3 separate regions of the Gossypium hirsutum genome follow, and regions 2 and 3 are each linked to region 1. The links are chromatin contacts, called in public Hi-C maps. All regions are on one chromosome and are shown on one strand. The core of a region is the stretch at or near the end of the contact, and the rest is flanking DNA. Distances in the headings are between cores, read along the strand shown. Region 1 holds the start of LOC107959984 (E3 ubiquitin-protein ligase RHA2A). Region 2 has its middle 43 kb from the start of LOC107959983. Region 3 holds the start of LOC107959985 (fructose-bisphosphate aldolase 3, chloroplastic).

Region 1 (4,325 bases), core at 593-3,092:
TATTGGTATAATGATTATAAATCACTTGCATTATCTAAGCTTTTCTGTTAGTAATAAGGTTATATGTAATTTATGGTGTCATAATGATCTCATGGTATTCATGATTTTTATCCCAAACACGAGATGTCGTTTATCCAACTTAACATAGATAGGATAAATCGGTTAATCCAGTTTTTTAATTTGTTTTGAGCTTAATATAAATTTGGTTAGGGCTAGCTAGTTGGGTTTGTATAATGAAATCAATCTATTCAATTCCAATTAACCAAAAGAACCACTTTAATCAAAATAGAATATATCCGTTAAATCAATTTTACACACGCGTGAAGACCAACAAGACAATTGAATAAGAGACACTTTACAGGAAGTAACTCCATAAAGATCCCACAATTGTACTACTTGGAGAAGATGATAGGAAACTACTGTACATGGTACTCAATTATTACATCAAATATAAAATATCTCAACCCGTTTTGTAGTTGCCAATACTACCATAAATTCTAAATCTTCTTCCCCCCCTATTTTCTTAATATTATATTGAAATCTAAAACAACTTGGGTTCTTATTTTTCTTTTTTCAAACAATATCACATAAAATATGCTTTTTTTTATTTACCTTAATAATAAACTAATAAGATTACCATAAAAGTAAAATCATAAAGCATCTTCACCCTCACTACTTCATGTAAATAAATAGCAATCTGGTCTTGACAATTTGTACACAAAGATAACTATTTTCTTATTGGACTAAAAAAAATACATAAAGTAAATAAAAAAAAGACTATTTACAGCAGTGAAAAAGAAAATTCTTCAAAAAAAATTTCTAAAGAAAAAAAAAACCCTACAACGGAGAAAAAGGGTTCTAAAAAGCAAAAGAAAAAATAGTGGTAAGAAAGAAAGTTGAATGACAACCCCCTCAAAACAAATAGTTGAAAACAAAATAATACCCAATCCAGCCGGAACCTGAGAAAAGGGGGGCAAAAACACTAAAATTCTAAAATCTTGGTCGGAATCTAATTAACCCAAAGAAAACCAGGCAAGCAAATCTTGACCGACGCGTCTCCGCGTGAAACCCACGCGCTGATCGATTTTGAGAGGGGATCGACAAACCGGGCAGTTAAATTTTAGTTGATCAAGCCAACCATCAAAGCAATCCTTATGAAATACATGGCAGCAATCGAGTTTCCTCACCTGCTCCCCATCTCTTAGGCTGCACAAGCACACAACACAATCAGAGCCCTTTCCTACCCCGCCGCCACAGTATTTGTAGGAGAAAGCCTTGTTTAAGTTGAGCTGCTCGGCGAGTACGATGAGACTGGCGAGACCGGAGCCAAGGACTCCAACATCGTCGATGGTAGTGGGCTGGTCTGGGCAAGGGAGAAGGCCAATCAAATGGAGGGAAGCAAAGAGGAGTCTTCGGAGATAACCGACGCAGTTAGCGATTATTGCTACGAGAAGAAGCGGGATCGAATCTGAGGACACGTCGTTCAGCTGGCTTTGTAATCCCATCTTTCTTTTTTAAGTTTCAGAAAATGTGGAAGTGAATTTGTAGAAAAAGAGTAGTAATATGTAATATGTGTGCGTGTATATATATTTATAAGTTGAAAGGTGGAATGGAAGAGATTAGATTTTATATAAGGGAAATAGAAGCATACAACGATAAGAAAGAAGAAAAGAAGAAAGAGATGATGTAGGGAAAAGAAGAGGAGAGGGGAGGAGAGGCTAAAGAACGGGAGATTAAGGCCATGTGTGGTGGGGTCCGCTTGTTGAAATTGTTTATTTCCTTTTTCCATGTTTTAATACTAACTTTGTTGTATACATCACAAGTTGTGTATTTCTGTATTCCTATTCTTATTCTTTATGTAACTTAAGATATCAATAACCTCAAACTTTTAATTTTTCAACCAACCATTTATGTTACATAAATTTTAACTTTTTATCTCCAACTTCTATTATTTTTATATTTTTTATGATTAGCAGTTATATTGTTTCTAGAATTAACGTGGGTCGGGACACCCATTCAACTTGAAGGTCCGTCTGAAAAGTGAAAAGATTTGAGTAAAAATATAGGCTCAAAAATAAGTCAGATGTCGAGTAAGATTTTTTGGCCCAAACTCAACCCGAATTGCCTAAAAGTTTTTTTTTGTTACCATTTTACTATTATATTGTTACTATTTTGTTGTTATTATTTAGATATTATATAACTCTTGTTTTATTGTTAATTTTGTTACAATTTTAGAGGTATTTGTTTGTTAAGTTGAAACTATTAGTGTTATTAAGTATCAATACTTTTTTAATATATTTTAAATTTGTTGGGAAATATTTATTTTAATATTTTTAGTGTATTTGATGTATTATATTTTTTAAATTTATTTTTATATAAAAACAATATAAAACTTTTAATACGGTAAGGCCAAATTGGGCTCAAGTTTAGTATTTTTTATCTGGACCAAGTTTGGATAAAATTTTAGACCCATTTTTTGAATCAAGTCGAGTCCAAACTTAAAAAATAGACCTAAAATTTGACATTGACCCTACTCGACCCATGATCTAAGTTTAATTGTCTCTGCAATTATTAGGTTGCTTAAATTCCGTTTATTTCAATTTAATAAAACAGAAAAATTGAAATGATTATAATTTTGTAAAATTAAAATTAAAATTTAATTTGGATATGAAAATATGTTATATGACACAATATTATAGGTCAAAGTAGTGGTAAGCTCCATATGTTATATTGAGATTATCAAATTGGTGTTATTAAAAAATTAACTTTTATTTTCTTCTTTTTTTAATTACAATAATAGAGTAAAATTCGAATATTTTTTTTTGAATTATAATAATAAGGTAAAATTCAAACAACTAACGTAACTAGCACGACTCGAACTTAGACTATATTTAGGATAGTGAATACCGTTGACCATCAGATCATCACATGAGATTTAATTTACATCAATTTCTAAAATAAAGTAACTTATAAGGTAAAATAGTTCATAAATGAATTTTGTTTGAAGTGCTAAGTTTTGTTTTGATTGCAACTTATGCATTTCAGATTGGATATGTGATATAAATAAGAAGAACACATTTTCAAGTGATTAATTAGCGTGTGTATATATATATAATTGTAGTCCTCAAATATGGACATAGAAATGTATGTTGGTGGGAGTGTGACCCAAATAAGTGGGAGATCTGAAGCACATGCAATGCACCATTTACCATAAACATGGTTACCTTTTGTCCAACTAATTGAATATATATAATCAGATGTCATAAATAGTTCTAAAACCCAATTCATCAACATTAATTAATATTCATGTGTGTTCACACTTTAAGACCTCATTCTCAATTAAGTTCCTTACTATTATTATACTTTTGATGTATTTTTAATATGAATGTCGGCTATTGATAAAGCTTGGACGGAAATGTGGCCTTCAACCCTTTGTTTATTCATCAAAAGAACTTTCGTGATTATAAAATTGGAGTGGATGGACAATTGGATAGACAATCCAGATTTGATGTAAATAAAAATCAATTAACCTAAATTATTTATTATTATATCAATAATTAGTTAATTTTATTTCATTATTTTAATTGATATTTTATTAGGTTAGTGAAAATTTTATGTAAAAATTAGATGTGATTTTGATTTTTTTGTATGTAATGTGGCTTTAGTTGAATTGATAAAGTTGAGATAATTAAAATTCCGATGTATTGAGTTCAAATCTCATTTTGTACATGTAATTTTTTCTTTTTAGAATTTATATAAAAAGTTAAAAAAATATATCTTCAAAACATATTTGTTGCTTTATAAAAATAAGGGTTTTTGGTAATTTCATAATTGAGTTGAAACCCGATTGATGGGTGGCATCAACTCAATAAAAGCCTTAAGAGGTCGAATCCTTCAGGAAAAGTCTTCCAAGTGTCGTCTGCCGAGTAATCAACCGATCCTCTAACAACCAAAGATATTATTCCTCCGTGGAGGGATTTTGTCCCTTGTACTCTGTTGAGAGCCAACATGTTGTGAGCAATTGCACTGTGGTCCTAGTTCATAGAGTCAAGAGTGCCTCGGTGTTGCACATACAAGTACAAAAAAAGAGAAAAACAAACTCTCAACTCAAATGAAAGAAGATGATTTTTATTGAACTGATGAATAACTCCAAATGGTTCTAGCCTTTTATATGCTTTACAATACCTAAAATTAGTAAGCTCAAAGCAAAAAATAGCAAAACTAAATACAAAAATAATCTTCAACCATATTTGGTAATCCCTAATTTTTAAAGATGATTTATTTACCAAATATAAAAATATCTCAACAATCCTTCCCTTGTACTT
Region 2 (4,325 bases), core at 1,177-3,676, 210 kb before region 1:
TTACTACCAAAGTTTATTAATTTTAAATTAACACTTTTATATAATAATTTTAAATAATGAAAATTTGCTTTTCTTTAAAATTCTTAAATAATATATCATCATTATTTTACTTTGAATATATTGTCACAAATATTAATTAATCAAGTTTATTTTATTAATTTTTTATTCTTTAACTTATATTTATCATAATACAAATTATAAAAAAGTCTAAAAATTATACATTTATATAATTTTGTATTTACTTTCTCAATCATAATAATTCTCAAACATTTCAAAACTTTAAAAAGTTAATATTATTTATTTTAGTTTATACATATTAAAAAAGCCTTTGTTTGCACTAGTTCTTAAACAAATCTGTTCTAACTTCTATCGGAACAAAAGTAGAAATTATGACAGAACATTTTATAACAGAGCAGTTTTAAGATAAAGTATAGCAAGGAGCAAAGTAATGATAGAATTAACACATGATATTTGTTTATATAATTTGTATTTACCAATCCTACTATGTAAAACTTTACTTAAAGAATGATTTCCTTCAGCGAAACTACCCTCTACACAAATGAATATTTGCAACCCCAATATTGAAACTAAATTGTTACAAATCATTATCCCAAAATACCTTACAATATAAATCATAAAACTCTCCAAAAATTCCTAAAAGACTGTTGAACAAAACACCAAACAATACAAAAAAAAAAAGAACTCAACAAAGTAGTTGACAAAGACACTCTAAAGTTGATCACAAGTGGCCACACTTCTACCTATTTATAGACCTCTTTTTTTTATATATATTTTTCATGTCCATTTTACAGTTCATGTTCAGGGTTCGGGGTTTGTGGTTGTTCCTTCCAACAATGTCGTTTCCAAAATTTGAACTTAGATCCTCCCCTTCGAAGTGCAATGTACACCCAACCACTTATTGGTATATATAGGCCTCTTTAAGTGATCATATTTTGATAAACTTTAAACTCTTATTTAAAAATTAAAATTATCACATTAATTATATTGAGTATTTATCACAAAAAAAAAAAACCTTTATAAACATGTTTTCTAGTGGCTTTCAAACTCTCTCTAAGGATAATAATAAGGATAACAATAAGTAACTTCAACACTTTAAACTTCTCCCCTTCAAGTTAGTTGAATAGATGAAGGATGATTAATCTATATTGTAGCACGAAATTTCTTCCCCATTTGCTACTCAACATGATTAAATCATAAACCATATCATTAAAAAGTCAAACATGTTAGCTCAAAAACTTTGATTACACCAAAATTATTATTTTATCTGTCGTTCAAACATGAAGTGAGACAAGAGAAGTAGTCAAAATTCTAAAACATACAACTAGTATTATATATATAATACAAAAAATAAATATACTGAATTAATTTATAATTTATATTTAATAATAATTTTTTGCATTTTCCCTTTTTTTTAAATTTTTTTTCTCCTTTAAACTAAAATAAAAATAAATAAATTTTATTGGCTCATAAAATACTTCAAATATATAATTTTTGTTTCCCTTCTTATATTTCTTACTTTTTCTTTTTATTTATCTATACTGTACTACTTTATATTAGTTACTATAAATTTTATTTACACAAGTTTAATTATAAAAACAAAAGCAAATGAAATGAAAATAAAAATCTTTTTTATTAAGTAGGGTAAATAAATTGGAGTTTAAAAAATTCATGAGTAAACATAAATAAACTACCCATATTTTTTTTTAGTGTAGTAAACAAAATTTTAAAAAATATATTTTAAAAGAATGAGACAAGTGGTAATATTTAAATTTTGATTGCTGGAATTAAAATTTTTCACTCCTAATAAATCAAATACTAATGCATAAATGAATATCTATGCTAACTTAAAACTCTTACTTTAGTCTCATATCACAAATTAATTAAATACCAACTTAATTAAGTAAAACCAATAAAAAATAAACTTAATAGGGTTAAATATGATTACACTTTTTAATTATCTTATTAATTAATTTTTTTAAAATGATCGTTGCTTAAATATATTTTTACATTATTTTTTTCTTTTTCACCCACATAATAGGATATGTTATAAATTATAATTTATGATTTAAATTATTATATAAGTTGTTATTATTTATATTATTTATATAAAGGATAAAAGGAAAATAAATTTTTAAAATTTTAAAATATTTTAATTATAAAATAAAATATTATTTATTTATAAAAATAATAAAAGATAAATGAATAATAAAAACAATCTAAAGAACTGAATAACTTTAATTAAAAATATAATAATAGTTTGAGAAAAGTATCAATTACCCCCAAAATCATTCAAATTTTTCCTAGCGACTGACCCGACCGAACATGAAAACCAGTAGCTCTGGACCATCTGACTTTTGGGTTTGGGCCCTTTTCCGCGTAGCTTCAACATCACGCGGTTTCCATGACCTTTACCTACCATCTTATCTACACTCTTCTCGTGCCCTTTATAAATCCGCCTTCCCCACGGAGCAAGTCATCGATACGTGAGAGAGAGAGGGGTAGAGTGTTGATCTTTGAGATGTAGATCGGAACACTCCTTTTTGTGATTCCTTCTCTTCGTTTGCCCATTTCAGCTTCCTCCATCTATCTCGTGTTTCTCTCATCTATGAAATTTTCAAGCAGTAAGAGAAAGGGAGAGAGTGGTGTTGGGGGTTGGAGGTGTGGGAGAGTTGGGCAAGAATTATGACCTTTGTTCAATCCAAAGGGGCAATTCTTACCAACCCCTCCCATACCCTTGATTTCCAACCGTTGCTCCCCTTCCCTGCCTTGGGTCCATTCCCTTTTGTTTGCTTCTTTTAAGGTTTGGTTTCCTTTTCGTATAATTTTCTTCTTTAGTTCTTATAATTATTTTGTTTAAATTTCATAATTTTCCAAGGAGTTTCCTAGTGAATATTGGGTATTAGATCTGGTTGTGATTTTCAGAGAACAGCAACTAAGAGCTGCAGCTTTCATGATTTATAGGAGCTTGTAATATTTCATATGTTTGTTGACAAATTTAAAAGCCAGGAGCCCTGGGCTGGAGATGAATTCTGTAGAAATCTCCTGGAGGAAAACGAATCACGAAGTGTCCATTTGTGCCGTGGAAGAGGCCTAGAGGTGAGCCCATTGGCCGGAATTTGGGCCGAGTCCGACTAAAAATTGAGGCCCATTTACTAGGCCGGGGTTCGGCTTCATCCGGAAAATGAGTTTAAAATTTTATTTAAGCCCGATCAGAATAAAAATATTAAAATTTAAGCTCAATTTGGCCGTTTATATTATTTTTTTATATAATATTAAAAAATATATAATAAATTAAAAATATTAAAAATATCAAAATAAATATTTGTCAATAAATTGAAATTTTTTTAAAAAAATTATGTATATATAAATAATAATAAGATATATGTAAATTAATAGGTAAATATTTTTAAAATAATAATAAAATTAATAAATATCTTTAAATAATAATAAAATTAATAATAAAATAAGTTTTATTTAATATTCAAACAATAACAATAAAATAATATTAATATAATAGTAAAATGGTAGTAAAATAAAGAGAAAATAAAAAGAAATTAATATTAAAAAATATATATATTTTTTAGTGAATTATGGTTGGGCTCGAAAAAAAATACTTTACTCGAGGCTTAACTCGTTTTTTAAATAAATTTTATTTTTTTGTTTTTAAATAAATTTTATTTTTTTGTCTAAGTTTATTTTTTGATTTTATATTTTTGTTAAAATTCTCTCATATTTCGAGTGGACTTTCAAAACGGACCGGGTGACTCGACCAATGCTCACCACTAAAGAGGCCTCTTACATGTTATATTATTCTGACATGGTCTTATAAATAGAGTTTGTGTTAGCTTGGTTTCAACAATAAGTTTAAATTTTTGTCTAAATTTTATTTAGATTATATACACTAAATCTGGGCTCAACCCATGCCGTTTCATAGTAATCTTTTTTAAAAAAACTTACAATATAAACAAATTTTAAAAAATAAAACAAGTTTACTAAATATTTCTCAATAGTTTAAAGTTTAAAATAATTGTAATTAAAATAATAGTAAAAATAACAATAAATTAAATTAAGCAAAAATAATAAATTCAAAATATGATTTTTTTACTTAAATATTATAAAATAAAATAAAATAATTCGAAATGGTATCCCACCCTAATTAATTATGAGAATGAGTTGTTTGGGTAGGATGAAGGGTGGTGCAGAGGCGGCATCATTAATTTTTTTTGACAAAAATTAATTAATAAAAAAATTATATTGATGGAGGATAACTAATAGGCAGTACCAAAATAATCCATATAACTCAA
Region 3 (4,325 bases), core at 562-3,061, 140 kb after region 1:
TAGTCAATTTAGTCCATAATACCAAAATTGCCACAGTTTTCAATTTTGAACTTTGGTTTCGAACCCTATTTCAATTACATCCTTTTAGGGCCCTTTAATATCTATAATTACAAAAATTTCACATAAAAAATTCAATTTATTAGTTCTTTTTGACAAACTAGTAAATAAACTTTACAATATAGTCCTTTTTTCACACCTAAGCTTAAAATCTATCAATTTAACATCAGTTTATTTAAGAAATAATCAATGGAAACTTTCATAAACTTTAAAGTTTTTACAAATTAGTACATAGGCTAGCTAAATCAACTCTTATAACCTCAAAAACATAAAAATTGCAAGAAAGTGACTTAAAAATCATACCTAAATAAGGGTCAAATGCTAGAGGTTTGTAAATGACTTTCTCTAGGTTTTCTTTGGTGTACATTCGAGAGGAAGAAGAAAAATAAAGATGACAATCACTAAGTTGTCTTTCTTACTTTGATTAAAATTAATTAACCTAGTTTATTTACTTAACCTTAATCAATTTAAGCCTTAAGCATAATTAACCCAAGTGAGTGGACTCTAACATCATCCACCACCGTTTGGCCATTTAGAAATGGTCTAATTACATATCTAGTGCTTTGGCTATTTAAAAATTTATAGCGATAAACTTTTACAATTTAGTCCTTCTACCTTAATTAACTATCAATTCAACAAATGTACTAAACCAAACTTTAATATATTTCCATACTAGCCCCGTAAATATTAAATATTAATATTTACGAACTCGATTTGCGAGAATGAGGTTTCAAAATCGTTGTTTCTGACACCACTAAAAATTGATTTGTTACACATAATAGGGGTTGAATTATTTAATTATTCTTGAAAGCTTATATTGTTGTACGAGTAACTATTTATGTGTAAACTTGAAATATAATACCTAAGATTATTGGTTGAAATCGGGATTTTGTGTGGGATTTTTTCATAGGATCAAGAAATTATAAATAGGTATTTAAAAATGAATTATAAATAAGAGAAAAAATTAAAGCAAAGAATCGAACTTGCTTGGCGAATTCCATTTTTCAATTTCTTCTTCTGTTATGGTTAACTAGATGAGAGTTAATCCTCTTAATTTAGGGTTTTAATAGGTAAAGAGATGGTATGAGATGCCTCAAATGATGTTGGTCAACAATGAAGGCGATGATGTTTGTTGGTGGGTTTGATTTAGTTGATCGTAGGAATGCGTATGGTTATTGGTTCTCGGTTTAGGTTAGGTTATGGAGTATATTTATCAAGATTAAGAGTATAGTCTCGAATGGTGGTTAAGATGGAGTTAAGATTGGATCTCTAGGTTTCATTTTGGATAAAGTAGAAAAAAAAAGTCCAAGTTGGAAAAGGGAATAAAGTAATCAAAAGGTTAAAAAAAGATGTAAGATGTATTTAATTATGTGGCATTGATGTGGATAACCCGTCAACATTTAACAATAAAAATGTACCAAGTGTGATTTTCGTTAACCTTTAATGATTGATAACGATATAGTGATTAAAATGTTACAAAATAATAACATTAATAGTTAAATTATAATAAATTAAAATTAAATAACCAAAACATAAACTTAATCTAATGTAAGTAACTATTTTTACAGTTTATACAAGATAATAAAAGCTGTAGAAGTATTTTGCAAAATATTAAAGTGAAATGTTAAATTTGAGGGTAAAAGGTCCAAAATGAAAGATAAAGGACAAAGACTGAAAGGGTAAAATCAAAGTGGGCAATGTAGTAAATGTGGGATTATAAAGAACTGTTTGGTAACGCCGCGTGTTTCTGTCTCATCGTAAACATTCAACTCCCCACTTCGGATTTTCCTAGGCAAAAACAGTATATATAAAAACAACCTAAACGTGACCCTAAGCCTCTCCCCACCTAACCCACCTGCCCTTTTCTTTGTAATAATCGAACTCCCCTCCCGTCCTCTTTCCCGATTTGTCTTCTTCATTGCCCCGCCATGGCTTGTGTTAGCTTCGCTAAACTCAACGCGCCGTCATCCTCTTGGATCGGTGGCCAGCAGTCTCTCCCTCAACGCTCCGGATCATCCGCTCGGCTCGCCACTCGCAGAGTCTCACTCCCGATCCGTGCTGGCGCTTACACCGACGAACTCATCAAAACCGCCGTTAGTGTTTTCTTTGTTCTCTTTTATGTTTTGACTAGATTATTTCATATGATTTTTTATTAGAATTTTTTTTTGTTGGCTAAAGATCTATCATTAGTCATGAAATCCAATTAGTGATTCAGTTTTACTTGTAAATCAGTTGCATCTGCAATGAAATAATTATAAAAATATGATTTCGTTATTTTATATATTAGTATTTGTTTTCATATATAAAAATTCTGGTTTTCTGTGTCTTTCCATGACTACAGGAAGCTTTAAGATATTGATGGAATTCCTTTCTAAATACGAAGTTTGATTTATGACTCCTTTAACTAGGGACATTATAGCTGTTCTTTTTCATTGATGCTTGATGGAGACATGGAGATTTAAAATTTTAAATAGCCGGCTGCAGCACAATATTACTTTCGTTATTTACTGCAATTAATCGCAACAATATTTATTACGTTTGAAACTGTGACCGATTTGCAATCATAATTTGAATCGATGAATGGAGAATTATATGAGAGAATTTTTGGGTTGGCGAAGTTGCCTGATGAAAGGAAACTGTGATAAATTGTTTTTTATTTGTTTCTTTCTATGGTGTAGAAAACTATTGCTTCACCTGGTCGTGGAATACTGGCAATTGATGAATCGAATGCAACATGTGGGAAGAGATTATCTTCTATTGGCTTAGACAATACTGAACCCAACCGCCAGGCTTACAGACAGCTTCTGCTCACAACTCCTGGCCTCGGAGAATATATTTCCGGTGCCATTCTTTTCGAGGAAACACTTTACCAGTCAACTACAGATGGGAAGAAGTTTGTTGATGTCTTGCACGACCAGAAAATCGTACCTGGCATCAAAGTAGATAAGGTGACACTACTGAATTTCTACATTTATATGCGTGTGAATTTCTTTTGATGGTACTCATTAACTCAATCTTTTATATTCACGTGTTTTAGGGTTTGGTTCCTCTACCTGGATCAAACAATGAATCTTGGTGCCAAGGCTTGGATGGATTGTCATCAAGATCTGCCGAGTACTACAAACAAGGTGCTCGATTTGCCAAGTGGTAAGTCAATTTTATGTAGTTAACTTGTGCCTTATGAAGTTTAAGTTGAAGTTCTGATTGGTTTATAACACCTTTATATATATATACACACATACATACATACATGTATTACATTTCTCATTCACGAAATGTTATACTGTTAAATTACTCAGGAGAACGGTAGTTAGCATTCCTTGTGGTCCTTCTGCTCTGGCTGTTAAGGAAGCTGCATGGGGACTTGCACGTTATGCTGCCATTTCTCAGGTATTGTATCACATTTTATCAGTTTCTTATAACTTGCTAAACCAATTGCAAGGCTTGTTATTTCCCTACTCAACTTTGAAGTTTTTGGAATTCTAGAAACCAGTTTGCTTCATTCTGTGAATGGCAATTAGATTAATTTTCTATTGCCTTGTCAAATTTTGACATGAGTTATGTGTTGGCTACTTTTGCCGGTACATGCTCTTATTTTATATTGTAGTTGGTTTGTGTATCGAGCTCAATTGTATATTAATGTGAATTAATACCCAGGACAATGGTCTTGTGCCAATAGTGGAACCCGAGATTCTTCTGGATGGTGATCACCCTATTGGGAGGACTCTTGAAGTAGCTGAGAAAGTTTGGGCAGAAGTCTTCTACTACTTGGCTGAGAACAATGTTATATTTGAGGGCATCTTACTCAAGCCCAGTATGGTAACCCCAGGAGCTGAACACAAGGAGAGGGCTAATCCTGAGACTATTGCAAAATATACGCTCACAATGCTGAAAAGGAGAGTTCCACCAGCTGTTCCAGGAATCATGGTACCTAAAGATCCTTTTTCACATTTAGCCTCCATTTGTTTGATGTTCTCAGATTTAGTTTTTCACTTTTATTTATTTATTTATTTATTTCTAGAAAAAGATCACATATGGAATTCAGTTACTTTCCCCATTGATGTGGACTGTGAGGTTGATATTGGCATGCATAAGTAAACCTTAAATGATGTTTGGGTGAACTAACATGAAAAAATTATCAAAGCCTGTAGTTTTGGAAGTTCATCGTACAAGTTCTTACATCTTGATTCATAAAGCTTGTTTGATATTTGCTGTAGTTTTGATTAGCGAAAAGGTGTTTGCATTTGTTCATCTTTGCAGTTTTTGTC

What was found. A called contact is a pair of places that touch in the nucleus more often than the background predicts.
Region 2: a Hi-C map of leaf shows a contact between it and region 1, with 1.8 times the contacts expected there. The contact joins the enhancer-like site here to the promoter of LOC107959984 in region 1. A contact is called at or near these places in 2 of 34 Hi-C or Micro-C datasets (both in leaf).
Region 3: a contact with region 1 is called in a Hi-C map of leaf, with 2.3 times the contacts expected there. The contact joins the promoter of LOC107959985 here to the promoter of LOC107959984 in region 1. A contact is called at or near these places in 3 of 34 Hi-C or Micro-C datasets (callus and leaf).

The regions. Positions count from the first base shown.
Region 1 is chrA05:76,236,909-76,241,233 of Gossypium_hirsutum_v2.1, forward strand. It overlaps LOC107959984 (E3 ubiquitin-protein ligase RHA2A), which reads right to left and starts at 1,843. Exons shown (of 1, transcript XM_016896178.2): 1 at 646-1,843. The coding sequence starts at 1,505. The coding sequence ends at 1,014.
Region 2 is chrA05:76,030,280-76,034,604 of Gossypium_hirsutum_v2.1, forward strand. No RefSeq gene overlaps it. Among protein-coding and RNA genes, the nearest start is that of LOC107959983, 43 kb to the left of the region's middle. Within about 2 kb of position 2,427, at least 9 of the 9 cell types and tissues checked have an H3K27ac peak or open chromatin away from gene starts, as enhancers often do. A contact at or near this core is called in leaf, where this site is marked.
Region 3 is chrA05:76,377,121-76,381,445 of Gossypium_hirsutum_v2.1, forward strand. It overlaps LOC107959985 (fructose-bisphosphate aldolase 3, chloroplastic), which reads left to right and starts at 1,812. Exons shown (of 6, transcript XM_016896179.2): 1 at 1,812-2,150; 2 at 2,736-3,005; 3 at 3,095-3,204; 4 at 3,357-3,447; 5 at 3,715-3,984; 6 at 4,318-4,325. The coding sequence starts at 1,986.